Linked DNA regions of Xenopus laevis: region 2 is linked to region 1. The links are chromatin contacts, called in public Hi-C maps. All regions are on one chromosome and are shown on one strand. The core of a region is the stretch at or near the end of the contact, and the rest is flanking DNA. Distances in the headings are between cores, read along the strand shown. Region 1 holds the start of LOC108716123 (histone-lysine N-methyltransferase SMYD3). Region 2 has its middle 6.5 kb from the start of LOC108716124.

Region 1 (7,710 bases), core at 3,821-6,320:
TGTGTTTCTAAGTTTAGAGTTTTCCTCATGGCCTCAATTAAAGGGTCAATTAGGTTGGTATTGAATGTATTTCCCCATTGTTGCTTTCCTCATCTTCTATAGATTCTGTTTCAGAATCTTCAGATATTGTTTCCATCACTACAGAGTGAGAAGAAGTAGATGCTTCAGGTTGAGATGGATTAATGTTGATCTTGTGAATGACATTGTCTGTGACTTTGTTTACCATTTCAGTCATATAGTTGTTAAAAGATTCTTTCATCCAAGACATGAGGGATGTGAATTGTTCCATCTGGGGCGTAACCCCATGGTCGAAGCAGGCTTGACATACTTTTTTATCATGTAAGGCTGGATTGGAACACATTGTGCACTCTCTTCTAGAGCTCTTTTCCCTCCTTGGTTCATCATCCCTCCTGTGATGTTCTCTGTGATGAGGGCTCCTATAAGAATTTGAAGCATAATTTAGCTTACCTGAAGAATGGTTGTGCTCTTTTTATTATGTAGACGTTCACTCACCCACTAACATCTGATCTTGATCTCCTGGAGCTTATTGTACCAGCTGAAAACACACAGTAAAAATTTCAGTAAGAGACTTTGGATGTGTATGCTGTAACTAACCATTTGCTTAGAACACTGGTTTTTGATATGGATGTTTTTATATTGTGCTCAGAAAGGAGGAGGTGGTAAAGGGTTAATGTTTTTATGGGTACTTTGAGTGATTTAAAAGTTTAGGTCTGATGGGAACTGTTAAGCTTTTGAAAAAGTAGCCGGAGGGCTACGAAACGCGTCAAGCGTGGATTCTATATACACATGGCGTTCTTTTGTATTGAATTTTAAGTGAATTAAATAAATACTGGATTTTACATAAAATTCTCTTCGTGGCGCTCCATGCTTTGCAGATAAACTTTGACCGATGCTATCCGGAGCAGCTTTCATGTGCAGCACACTGTGAGTAGTTTTACCGGGGTGCTCCCTATAAACTGTTTTGCTTTGGCTTGATGTGTGTTGGCAGGAGATCACTGCATAGGGGGAGCGCTGATTTTCGTGCTATTTATATAGTCGCGATGTGATGGTCACAGCTTCACGCACCTTAGTGCTTGGAGAGAGTGTGTGGTTTATGGCGTCTTACTGTGCATGAATGCTTCTTACAGCGCCCAGGCGACGGAAGGCCAGGGCCCTGCGTGGGCTCTCCTATTTATATGATAGGAGCTTTAGCGGGGGAAAGAGAGCATAAGAAAAAACCTTGCTGGATATTGTGGTGTCTTCTTCACAGCGCAGCAGAAAATAAAAGCAAGGAGTGGTGGGGAAGACCAATTTTTATACGTCATTTCCTGTCCTTAACTCGGCAAGGGGATTAACCCAATCGTGCCTTCTGCCATGTGAAGGAACAGGAAAGTCGCATTATTTTAAAGATGTGTATTCGGTTCAGCCAGGCACGAGAACTTGGCTGAATCCTGCTGAAAAAGGCAGAACACTGAACCAAATCCTGGATTGTGTACATCCTTAGGAATAGTTTTTAAAAAATGTTTATAATCACTTTTTGTAATATATCAGCCTGCTCTTTATTCAACAACAAAAATTATATATGAGGCTAATAATTTTATACATTTACACATTACCATTCTTTTTATTACTGTGTATTTATCTTAAGTTAATCATATCTACTGTAACCCCTCAAAACTTAACAAGCTTACAGTTCCCTAGGTGTGGACAATATCCCTTTTTATTAATTAATAAAAACAATTCAGAACCATACTAGCTATTCGCCAGCCTCTTACTACAATTGCAGGCATCAAGGGAAGAAGTTGGCGTTTGCCTCATAACCTAACTACTTTTTAGTTTAAAAACACTAAATACTGCTGTTATCAGCTAAAAGTATAAATATCTGATAACTTATGGGGCATTCAATGTGCCACTTAACAGTGGATTAGAATTTAAAGCACACAGTAGGATTGGCTGCAATGGCATGCTGGGAATCAGAATCTAACGGGGTACTATAATTACATTCATGCATGCAAGTTTCCTATAGATAAAAACTGAACTATATAGTCAGAGCTGCTATAAACCAGTAACAACAGTAAAACTGCTCATACCCTATATGGAGATTAAATAAAATATTACGCCAGTATTATTTACTATACTACTGTTACTATCATTATACTATATTTATATAGCAGCTTCAATACACATAAATGTTGAGAAAATATATACCGTATATACTCGAATATAAGCTGAGTTTTTCAGCCCCCAAACTATGCTGAAAAACTCTACCTCGGCTTATACTCGGGTCAAGCACAAAAACGGTCGCCGCCGTCTAAGAATAGTTTCCAAGAATATTCGCTGGGTCCAAGAATGGTCACTGGCATCCAAAAACGAGACGCCAGCACCTCAAATGGGAGCAGAAACCCTAAATTTTTTGATTGAAACTTACCAGAAGCTGCTGCATTTTTTACCCTAGGTTTATACTCGAGTCAATAAGCTTTCCCAGTTTTTGGAAGTAAAATTAGGTACCTCGGCTTATACTCGAGTATATACGGTAATTGATACCAGCCCCTTCTTCGGGGAGCTTGTAATCAAACATTCTTAAAACACATTGTACAGGTATATGACCTGTTATCCAGAATGCTCAGGACCTGGGGTTTTCTGGATTATGGATCTTTCTGTAATTTGGATCTTCATACCGTAAGTATACTAGAAAATCATGTAAACATTCAAGAAAGCCAATAGTCTGATTTTGCTTCCAGTAAGGATTCATTATATTTTAGTTTGAATCAAGTGCAAGGCACTGTTTTATTATTACAGAGAAAAAGGAAATCCTTTTTAAAAAATTTGGATTATTTCAATAAAATGAAATTCATGGGAGATGGCCTTTCTGTCATTTGGAGCTTTCTGGATAACTGCTTTCCTGAAAACGGATCGCATATCTGTACAGTCAAATTTGATTAACCAAAGGGCACGTCTATTTGCTACATAATAAATTGGTTCTATAGAGTGACTGAAACTGACCACACACACATTCAGATAAAGCAGGTACATGATTTATTGATACAAAAACTGAGGGATTCCCCCCCCCCCCACAGTGGCTCAACAGTGGTTCCAACATAGTCAGGCATCTGTGCCATCTTTTTTTTTAAAGATTAATTTTTATTGAATTTTACAACTTAAAGAAGATAGAAGGAAGAGAAGCTAGATAGAAAAGGAAAAGAAGGGGGAAGGAGGGGAAGTATGGCTGTAAATTGATGTTCACTGGTTAGTTGATGTGGCTGGCGACTCGAGCCAAGGTTTCCATATACTTTCAAATTTCTTTGGGCATCCTCGGGCTAAATACGTCAGTTTGTACAGTTCCAATTGCGAATTGATCAGTCCAATCCATATACTCAATGTCGGTGATCTGTGCCATCTTTAAGGCGTAATTCTGTTTTTAATCACTTAAGTTCCTTACAGTGGGCCCCCAGCATTCCATGACAGACTCAGTGTGTGGCCCACCAGCAGTTCATGACAAGTGCAATGTATGGTCCCCCACCATTTCATAGCAGGCAGTGTGTTTGTCCCCCCAAGTATTTGATCAAAGGAGCAGTGTGGCCCTCCAGAATTTCATAACAGCTGAAGTGTGTAGCCTCTGGCATTTCATGACAGCTGAATTGTGTGGCCCCCCAGCATTTTATGAAGGACTCAGTGTGTGGGCCCCAGCTTTATAAAAATGAAAAGCGCAGTGAGTCGGTCTCATCATTTCATGTCAGGAGCAGTGTGTGGCCCCACAACATTTTATGACGAATGCAGTGTGTGGCCCCCCAGATTTTTATGACAGGCACAGTGTGTGGGCTACCCATATGGGCATACTTATCAAAGAGTGAAGTTAGAGATCGCTACAGTCCACTAGAGTGAAATTCCACCACTCTCCATTAATTTCTATGGCATTTTGAAAGGAATATTTATCAAAGGGTGAACTTTCACTCATTGGGGTATATTTATGAAAGAGGGAACTTAGAAATAACCACAGTCCGCTAGAGTAAAATACTGCCTCTCTCCATTCATTTCTATGAGATTTTTAAAGGCGTATTTATCAAAGGGTGAACTTTCACTTTCATCCATTGATAAATACTCTTTTAAAAATCCCATAGAAATAACTGTGATGATCTCTAACTGTACTCTTTGATAAATATACCCCATTGACTGTGGCTATCTCTAACTTCACTTTTTGATAAATATGCCCCATAGTTTCAGTACAGATGCAGCCCCCCCCCCTGCAGCATTTAATGAAAGGTGCATTGTGGCCCTATAGCATTTCATGATAGGAGCAGCATGTGGCCCACTAGCATTTCACGACAGGCTCAGTGTGAGGCCCTCCAGCATTTCACAATAGGCACAGTATGTGACCAAGGGCGTATCTATGTATAAGCACCAACCTCTGCCTTGGACAGCCACTTTTGGGGGGTGGCCCTTGGGTGCATGAAAACATTTAAAACAACTCAAAACATTTAGAAAATAAAAATTGCCCCCCAGCCACTTTGGAATACTTACTTCAGAAATCAATTGGGGGGGGGGTGAGGGGTGCAGGCCTCAGAGCATGGTGGGGTGTCACATTATTTTGGGGGCGTTGTAAGGTCGGGTGCCTAGGGTGCTCCACTCCAGTATTTCACAATTGCAGTGTGTGCGTACCTATATACAATACCTATATACACAATGCATTAGGCTGTGTCCTGGAATCTCTCATGTAAGCAGTGTAGGACTGGGACACCAGGGGGCCCACTCTCAGTACTATTATTCTTCCTCTCATCACTCAACTTCTATTCTCCTAGTCTCTTTTTTTTACATACTATAATCAATTATTCCATCTATTTAGCCCCTTTGTTCTCATAGAAATAAGGAATGACCATGAAATCAGCCAAATGTTAAGCAGCATGAGCCCACTGACACCTTGGCCCACCGGGAGTTTTCCTGGTATCCCTGTGGGCCAGTCCGACACTGCATGTAAATTTGGATTTTTAAATTTTTGTTGAATTGATCAAAATTCTCATCAGTGCATTCTGATTCGTGTGCTATTAGAGTGGCTGTTCAGGAGTGCTGTGAGTGAAAAGCCTTTTAGCGAGCATTAGGACCCTGCAGGCACCAGGAGAAAAGTCACATGGGCGGAAGGGAAGCAACTTCAGAATCCGTGCATGAGGGAGACTGAGACTGCTGGTAACCTATACCACGTGGGACTTTAATGGCATGCAGAGGTGATTATAGAAAGTCTGATATGCTATGAGCTCTGTCTGATTTTGTTTTGGAGGCAGTGCAAGCAGAGAAGCAGGACTCACACCACTGTATTTATATGTTGTGCTCATCTGGAAGTGAACACCACTAGTCTGTATATTCCACTCATATATAAATGACAACAGCCCTGTGGGAACTTATAATTTTCAACAAGTAATTTGCAAATATGTGTGGAGCATTGAAAGAGTTTGGAAGGAGTGGCGCTATATAATTCTCTCTTATCTCATTCAGCAGAACGCATTAATTGCACAGCGAACACAATGGCGGGAATTCTGGAGAAGTTCCAAAGCCTGGGGAAGGGTAATGGAGTGCGAGCACTTAAGGATATGAGCCATGGATTAACGGTGATAAGAGCTGTACCCTATGTATATACGGTGTGCCGGAAAAAGAGTGCGTGCGATTACTGCCTTCACAGGTATCTTTCCCTGAAACGCTTCTCACTTAGTAGCATCACCTGAATCACAGATGCAAATGCCCAATCATAAAAGCCCAGAATCACACTGGCCAATCGGTAAAAGTATCACTGTCACAAACTGTCTCAGTTTATATTGGCATGTGAAACTACCAGCCAATCAGCCTGCTTTGCTAAATGGCCCTGCTATTGTTACGATATTCCTGGGTTTATACAATATCAGCACATGGAATGTGCTGGGGAGTACAATGGTTCTATGCATCAACTGAAGCTAGTTAATGGCTTCCATCATTGTAGTAATATAGTGACTTGTTGAATGTATTAAAGGGGTTGTTCTCCTTTGAATCAACTTTTAGTATGATCTCGAGAGTGATATTCTGATTTGCAATTGGTTTTCATTTGTAGTTTTTAAGTTATTTCGCCTTTTATTCAGCAGGTTGCACTTTCATCAATCTGGTTCCTAGGGTCCAAATTACCCTAGCAACCATACATTGATTTGAATAATAGACTGGAATATGAGAGGTCCTGCACAGAAAGATGACTTATAAAACGTAGCAATAACAATACATTTGTAGCCTTACAGCGTATTTGTTTTTTTTTAGATGGGATTAGTGACCTCATTTTAAAGCTGGAAAGAGTCAGAAGAAGAAAGCAAATCATTTAAAAAAAAAAAAACTACTTTAAGCTGAAACACCCCATTAATTGAGCGAGGAATGAAAGAGAGGGAAGGTGGTACTGTTTGTAGCAAGGGACCCTTAGTAGCTGATACATGGTTCCTTAGTAATGCATATATAGTGGTGGCTGTATCCATGTCCTAGAGGTTTAAAGCAACAGCCTAGATACTAACACAATTATTATTATTGCCATTTAAACTGCCCATTTATTTAGTTTTCTCTTTTGCTCTTGTTGTGTAGTTTTATGTAATTAGGTGCCGCTCTCTACTTTATTGACATAGCAGTTATAAAAGTGTGAAAAATTATTTATGTGCGAATTAAAGCCACGTATATTATATTTACATTTTTACTATGAATATTGCAGTATTGTTTTACAGCTAAGTTATTTTGGGATGATAAGTTGTTTTATATGCTGTTTCAATACACTCAATGTGGTAACCGTATATAAAGTTGCCACCTTTTGCTTGCTGTGGGTGGGAGTGTGACTTTATGCAGTGAGGTGTTGATATAGCCTCCTATCAACAGAGTTTTGTCTGGGTTTCAGGACATTTTCTACCTAGAGAGTCAACCCTAATTGTAAACATGTTTACACATATGCATAAAATAATTTCACAGTTTTATAAATACAGTATTTTGCATTCAGAACTGAGGCATTGATGTGCAGGGACTGTACTTGCAGATTTAGAACAGTTGACAAGGTTCCCTCTAAGGTGTGCGCTCGTCCGTGCAAAGACAAATTTTGAGGCCAGCACACACAAACAAATTGTGGTGCGCACAAACACAAAACTTTGTATTCTGACCTGAACACACAGTTTTTAAAAACTGTGCACAAAAGTTTAAAATGTGTGTACAAAATAATTTTGTTGCGCTCATAGACACAAAGGAACATGAAGGAGAGAACATAGTTGTCAGGTGAGTGGCTGGTATGGATCAAAGCTGGTAAGGGCTAAGGCAGACCTAGTAGTGGCCAGATCAGGGCTTAAAGGAGAGATAAAGCCTAACTAAAGAAGTAGACTAGAAATGTTGTACATTATGTTTTAGGCTTCTGTACCATGCCAACCACAGCCTTTTAGCAGGGAATATCTGTGCTTTCAAAGATGCCCGGTAGAGGAGAAACAGATGCTGAGAGAGGATTAGTGAAAATGAACTTGATTATTTCAGAAATAGTACAGCATTTTAATTGAAAAGTTTCTTATTTCAGTATGCTGAAGCTAATATTACATTTTAATTTATTTTTCGATAGTTCCCCTTTAAGGCATCAGGATAAACACAAATTCCGCTTACGTTTTAGGAGGCCCAAAGATCATACATTGGGAATGCCTTATGTTACAGGGTCTTATTCTGACTTCTGAAAGTCATCTATTCTGCAGT
Region 2 (7,710 bases), core at 2,204-4,703, 540 kb after region 1:
TTAAAATGAATGCAGTTGCCTGTGTGTACATGTATGGGACCTGTTATACAGAATGCTGGGGACCTGGGGTTTTCCAGATAAGGGATCTATCCGTAATTTGGAGCTCCATACTTTAAGTATATTAAAATCATTTACACATTAAATAAGACCAATAGGATTGTTTTCCCACTATTAAGGATTAATTATATCTTAGTTAGGAACAAAATACTGTTTTGCTATTACGGAAAAAAAGGAAATATTATTTTATTAAAATATGGGAGATGACCTTCCCATTATATAGAGCTTTCTGGACATCGGATCCTATACCTGTATTTGCAAATTGTATATAAATTACAGCTAACATTTTCAGAGTGGGGATTGTATTACTTCCAACTGTTGGCAACATTCTGTTGGCACCACTCTGCTTATTGATGTGACCCACTGTAGAAGTTATTGATGTAACCCTTACCCACTGTAGAAACCCTGGAATTAACACCACAGTCAAGGGTGGCCATGACTCTAGGGTTCCTCAACACCAATACACATTTCGGTGTTATTTCGTAAATGACATATTAAGTACTTACAGTGTCCAGAGGTTTTAGGGCAGGTATCTTATAGGGTCCCTCGGGTGAGCTTGAGGAAGGAGTGCTAAGAAACCCTTGTTTTACTTTTCCAGATTATTTAATGTGCCACTTAATTTGATATAAACTATCTGTTGCTCAAGTATTCATTTTGGGGGTATAGTTTTCCTTTAATGCAGATCTTGGGACCGGAGCCCTCCGTCACCCTTGGCCGATCAAAAGGGAGTCGGGTTCAGATCCCCTAACCCGGAGTGGTGGAGACGGGCGATCGCGGCTACTGCTCTTGAGACATAAATGAACCCTCTAGTATTAGCATGTGCTGTACATGTACTGTACACCGGTAATGGTTTTCTACTCTAGCTTGCAAATAAAAGTTCAATTAGGGGATTAGGTAGAGGCCCTGGCCTAGCCACTCACCAGTAATATACAATTTGAAAAAGATTGACGCCAATACCTTGACTGCTACAAATGGGGGGGGTTCCCGATCTTTATTCCATGGTACTCATGACACTTCACGTTTCGGGACCGCATGGCCCTTCCTCAGTGACAAAGGAAGGGCCATGCGGTCCTGAAACGTTTCATCACTGTGAAGTGTCATGAGCACCATGGAATAAAGATTGCGAACCCCCCATTTGTAGCAGACAAGGTATTGGTGTCAATCTTTTTCAAATTTCTACTCTCGCTTGCACTTCATTGGTTGGGACATCAATGTTTAAAGGTTAGCACTAGAATTTTTTTCTTTTGTCACTCGGTGCATTCAACAGTTCTCTTTGATACTTACTGTATACTTTTCTATTTAACTTTCTTCACTGAAAGCTAGAATTAAAGAAGAAAAGAAATGAATTAAACTCATATTAAAGTGATGTGATTAGGTGTGCCATTTCAGCGTCTCGTTCCTCTTTTAAGTATGGGATAGATAAACAGGTTGATTCCCAGGAGGGAATTAATCCATCTGCCTGAATCATACCTCTGCCTCAAGAGAAAAGCTGACATGAGTATTTCAGTTTGTAGACAATTCTTTCCATCAACCATTACTGTACTATATGGCTACTAAATTGAAAAGGGGAATTTAAAAGGGCTGTACAATTTGCTAGTCAGATAGGTCACACTCTATTTACTGTGTTTTGTACTTAATTCAACTTTATTTCCCAGGTGTTTTGGCTACAGGACAGAGCATGTATTAAAGCATCTATCTACTTGTATATCTACTTGCCTGACTATACCCACTCTATACACTATACCCTGAGTACCATCACCATAGTATAAGCTTCCCAGATCGTCTGGGAATAAAGGGACACTTAAAGGAACAATAACATCAAAATATGAATGTGCTTTAAAGTAATAAAAACATCATGTACTGTTGCCCTGCACTGGTAAAACTGATCTGGTTGCTTCAGAAACACTACTATAGTTCATATAAACAAGCTGCTGTGTAGCAATGGGAAATTAAAAAAACTGCTATATGGCACAGGTTGAGGGTAAGGCAACACTGGGCGTTTTGGGGAGATTTGGTCACCTGGCGACTAATCACCTCGTCAAAACGCCTTCCCTCACTCTGCGCAGGCTAAAATGAAAAATCGCTGGCTCTAATCACACGCGGCGATTCGTTTTCCAAAGTTTCCTTGTGAAGCAACTTCGGGCGAACCACCCTGTGTGGCCTTACCCTAAATAGTGGATAACAGATAACACCATTATGTTTTACAGAGTTTATCTGCTAAGCCTGAGCCTTTTCTCCTTTGAATGGCTGCCCCTATTGCTACACAGCAGCTTATTTATATAAACAGTAGTGTTTCTGAAGCAAACAAACCAGTTTTAACGGTGCAGGGCAACACTGCATTAGTTACTTTAAAACAAATTTTTTGATGTTACTGTTCCTTTAGCAGCACTGCCCAGAGTGCAAATCAAATGCATTGAAATTAAATGAAATACAACTAGTGTAGCACAGCTTGTGTTTTTTTCTAGAAATAATTATGATTCTCAAATAATTTGGCAACAATGCCATACTAGATATGACATATACTTGTATATATGTGACCCAGTACTATATTCTAAACATTTAGCAAGGGGCTGCATTCCATATTAGTGCAGTTCTTAGTTCTATACATTTTCTGGTGAATCACTACCCTCTAGTGGCATTTCTTGAACAATGCAAGGTTTTTAAAATTTTGTGTAGATTATTTTAAGGGTCATTAACCATTAGAACTGCAGTGTGACTGTTGCCATTGGGATTAACAAAAATGTAAAACCAGTAGTAGCAGTGCTTGCCTGGGGTACCTGGGGCCCACCAGAGAATCTCATCCCAGGAGCCCACCAAACCACCACCACTGCCCTTCACAGCTTTTGCTACCCCTTGCTACACATGGTACCAACATTGTTAACCTCAAACATACCAATAAGAAATGACCAATCAGCATATTAACCCCAGGCATGCCAGTAAGAAATGGCTAATCAGCATATTAACCCCCAACAGGCAAGGAAGAAATGGACAATGGGCATATCAGACAAGTAAGATCACTGCAGTCCCAAAGACTTGCTAGTAAGATCGCTGCAGAAAACAGAAAATAAACATATTAACTCCATACACACTAGTAAGATCAATGCAGAAAATGGACCATAAACAAATTAACCCCAGACTTGCTTATAAAATCACTGCAGAAAATGAATAGATTGAAAGCATTACCTCATCCATTCATACACAAGCAGAATTCCGCCAATGTTTCTTATTTATTTTGTGCTCATGCTTCTAGCCCCCTCTGCCTCCAGCAAAAAAAAATCAAGGAGTTGTCACACAGTGTACCAGGGGGACCAGCAGATTGACAGACGCAGAGACACAGCATGGTGATGACCAGACAGCCAAGTAGGGCGATGGGCCATGTGTTCTACAGTGGAACACACAGCCATCTTTTTTTTATTTCCCAAAGTGGCCAGCGGCGGGTCAAGCAAGGTGAATGGGTGGCAGGGGGCCCCTCAGGATGTCGGTAAAAAAACAGTAGGGCCAGAAAGAAGGTGGGCTGTGCACCATTGGGGGCCCAGCAGAGCAACGCGGGGCCCACTGGGTTTTTCCCGGTGGTCAGTCCGTCCCTGTGTAGTAGTAGCTGTGGGCTAGAGCTAGAGTAGCAGGTAAAGGCTTTCTTTTACCTGCCTACCCTTTCTTATTATGCTACATCTGTGTTATGAGTTGCTAATAAGTTGCTTTAAAGGAACAGTAACACCAAAAAATGAAAGTGTTTTTAAGGAATGACAATATAATGTAGTGTTGCCCTGCACTGGTAAAACTGGTGTGTTTGCTTCAGAAACACAACTATACTGTAGTTTATATAAACAAGCTGCTGTGTAGCCATGGGGGTAGCCAGGATCAGGCCGCCATCAGGGGGGACTGGGGGGACACTTGTCCCAGGCCCGGTGCTTTTTGGGTGTTGGGGGGGGCCCCTGCCGCTATCAGCAAGTTGCAGAATCGGGTGAGGAGGAGGGACCTGTAGTGCCTGCACTTTGCTTTCCCCTCCCCTGCTAGAAGAAGAAGCTGCAATGGAAACGAACGAGAAGCTCCTCCCCCTCTGTGGCATCATCGGTCATTCTGACAGACAGCAGGAGAAAGCCAGGCTGAGTCAAAAGGAACAGTATAGAAGCAGGGGAGGGGAAAGAAATGTGCAGGCATTTTAGGACATTCCGCAGCGAAATACCTGTCCTGCATGTGATGTCCTATGCCTTCGGAATCGCACATCGGTTGCTTTTGCCGTAACCAATCGTCCAAATCACACCTCCGTCCTCTACCCTCCCTTCTCAGCCATCACTCATATGAACTCCACCGTCAGCCTTCTGCCCTCAATCCTCCGCCCTCAGTCCTCTTCCTTTTATTCCTCATCCTTCCGCTGTCTTCCCTCGGCCCTCGCTGCTCAGCATTCCCCCCTGAGATCGCTCTTTTCAGCTGACAGTCTTATCTATAAGTTTCTAAAGTGGTGAGAGAAGACAGAAGGAAGAGGACTGAGGGCGGAAGGCAGCGGAATGATGGCAGAAGGCAAATGACTGAAGGAGGAGGATGGAGGGCTGAGGGTGGAAGACTAAGGGAGGAAGGCTGACGGCAGAAGGCTGACGGCGGAGTTCGTATGAGTGACGGCTGAGAAGGGAGGGTAGAGGACGGAAGTGTGATTGCAGATTTGGACGATGGGTGACGGCAAAAGCAACCGATGCACCATTCCGAAGGCATAGGACATTGCATGCAGGACAGCTATTTTGCTATTTTTGTCCTAAAATGCGTTCCGTACAGGCACTAAAGATCCCTCCTCCCCACCTGATTCTGCAGCTTGCTGACAGCAGCAGGGGCCCTGCCACAATGTACAGCCACCTTGAAACACAGTAATGCAAGTACTTTTTTCATTTTGGCCCTGGACATATATTAATAATAAGGGGGGGGTCAACAGACACTTAAGCAACTTTTCAGTTGGCCTTCATTATTTATTTTTTATAGGTTTTTAATTATTTGCCTTCTTCTGATTCTTTTGATCTTTCAAATGGGGGTCACTGACCCCATCTAAAAAACAAATGCTCTGTAAGGCTACAAATGGATTGTTATTGCTACTTTTTATTACTATATTTAGGCCCTCCCCTTTTCATATTCCAGTCTCATAGTTCAAATCAATGTGTGGTTTCTAGGGGAATTTGTACCCTAGCAACCAGCTTGCTGAAATTTCTAACTGGAGAGCTACTGAATAAAAAGCTAAATAACTAAAAATCCACAAATAATAAGAATCAAATGCATATTGTATCAGAATATCACTCTCTACATCATACTAAAATGTAATTCAAAGGTGAACAACCCCTTTAATGGTCCTAAGCTACTTGTACCCAAAAGAAACACCTCTGCTTATAAAGGTTCCTCAGGAGAGACAGTTCTGGTAGGGGCAGGGACGCCAACAGGGGGCACAGGGGGTACTCCTGGCCTGAGCCTAAAGGGGGGCCCGGCTGTGCTGCACTATTCTAAATAGCCGGGCCCCCCTTGACAGCGGCTGAAGTCCTGAAGCCGCGAAAATACCCAGAGTAACAAAAAAGCCACGCATTCAGTTCTAATGAACACCAATGTGTGTTTTTATTTTTTTAAACCCCTTGCCACCAATGTATTATTTGAATACTCTATAGGCCCCTGCAACCAATGTTTTTGTTTTTTTTTTAAATATTCTCTGGGGCCCCAATGTTTTTTTTAACTTGTAAGGGGGGCCCTGGAGCCAATTTTTTTTTAACTTATAGGGGGCCCTGGTCACCAATTTTTTTTTTTAACTTGTAGAGGGGCCTTGACCACCAATTTTCTAAAAAAAAAAAAAAACTTTTATGGGGGGCCCTGCCCATCAATGGCTTTTTATAACTTGTGTGTTGGAGATTTACCGTTTTTAGCACTGATGTCTGTGTGGTCTTTTAACTGTGTTTTGGGCAGGATCTGAGGTGGGGCTTGGGTAGGCGGGGCCAATGGGGCCCTGAAGATTTCTAATGGCGGCCCTGGCCAGGATAATCAGTAGATAACAGATGAGTTCTGAAGAATTCCATTGAATACAACATAGCTGTATCTGCTGTGTATCCTGTGCCTTTTCTCCTTTTTCAGCTATGAATGGTTGCCCCCATGGCTACACAGCAGCTTGTTTATATAAACTATAGTAGTCTTTCTGAAGCAAACACACCAGTTTTACCAGTGCAGAACAACAGTACATTATATTTTCTTTACTTTAAAAGACAACTTTTCGGTGTTACTGTTCCTTTAACACATTTTACTGATTTTACATTTTCACTGATTTTACACTATTTCTTGGTTAGCAGTTGCTAATTTTTTATATGCAATGCTTAACTCTTGTCATTAACACAGTAAATATTGCATTGCAACGTAAAACAGACTCCTGTGCTTATATGCTTTGAGTATATAAGTTGTTTAATTTGATTCGCTCATTTTACATTTTCACAGATTTTACACTATTTCTTGGGTACATTTTTTATATGCAAGCTATACATTGCATGTTTCCTATCAATTGTTGCTGAGTTTCTGTTAATTGAGTTGATCAGATCACAGTTGTAAACTGGAAATACATTTTGTAAGCAACCTATAGTTTTCTTGCATATTCCTTCTAGTTGAAATTTAAAATGTACATATTATTATATAACATATTTTGTCCTGATGTGAAGATCCATTCGTACAGTATTGATGGTACTAAAATACTTTTTATGCTCTTTTTAAAAATTATTTGAATTTGGCCAAGGGGCTGCGCCTTGTTAAATATACTACCAATAGTTTCTCATTCCTCTTCCCTCAAACTACCAATATGACATAGCAACTGGCAGAGAATTCAACAATTCCCATGTATCCCAAGGCTGCAGACCATATACAGCGGTAAACCCTTTAGGGCTAGTCCACACGGGGAGATAGCCACGCGTTTGCGGTCGCGACGACAAAGCGCCGCGCCAGTCGCCGCGACCGGCGCAGGCGACAGTTTTGTATGGGCGCCTATGTAAAAACGCCTGTGCTAACCACACGAGGCGCTGTTGAAAAGCGCATCGCCTCGTGTGGTTAGCACAGGCGTTTTTACATAGGCGCCCATACAAAACTGTCGCCTGCGCCGGTCGCGGCGACTGGCGCGGCGCTTTGTCGCCGCGACCGCAAACGCGTGGCTATCTCCCCGTGTGGAATAGCCCTTAGAATACAATATATCTGTGTAAATAAGATGTTTTGTTTCTAATTTACAATACCTTTATTAATCAGAAATCTTGCCACATGAATTGTCTGGTAGCCTTTTATTTAATTACATTAACATGGTGAGGTTGTGCCCTCTGCTGGTTGTGGACATTTTATAAGCTGATTTAGAAAGTAAGAGCTGCTATCATGTGTGACTTTAATTATTTTATTAAAATGTTATTATATTATTTTAATTTTTGTATATTTATATTCTTATTATTAATATTACAGTGAAACCTCAATTTTACATCCCCTTATTTTAAGTTTCCTCACATTTTACATTGTTGTTTTGTGGTCCCACCTATATATTATGCATAATACATTTCCCTGATTTTACATTTTCCTGGATTTTACAGCATTTTTTTCACCACGGAAAATTAGGGTGCTACTGTATAATATTATTTAAATATTACTTTAGTTAAATTGTGTTCAATTTCAGGA

Evidence for each region. A called contact is a pair of places that touch in the nucleus more often than the background predicts.
Region 2: a contact with region 1 is called in a Hi-C map of the XL177 cell line, with 7 times the contacts expected there. The contact joins the enhancer-like site here to the promoter of LOC108716123 in region 1. A contact is called at or near these places in 2 of 4 Hi-C or Micro-C datasets (the XL177 cell line and the XTC cell line).

Annotation. Positions count from the first base shown.
Region 1 is chr5L:52,731,131-52,738,840 of Xenopus_laevis_v10.1, forward strand. It overlaps LOC108716123 (histone-lysine N-methyltransferase SMYD3), which reads left to right and starts at 5,071. Exons shown (of 13, transcript XM_041562757.1): 1 at 5,071-5,178; 2 at 5,485-5,668. The coding sequence starts at 5,157.
Region 2 is chr5L:53,271,813-53,279,522 of Xenopus_laevis_v10.1, forward strand. No RefSeq gene overlaps it. Among protein-coding and RNA genes, the nearest start is that of LOC108716124, 6.5 kb to the left of the region's middle. Within about 2 kb of position 3,454, at least 1 of the 7 cell types and tissues checked has an H3K27ac peak or open chromatin away from gene starts, as enhancers often do.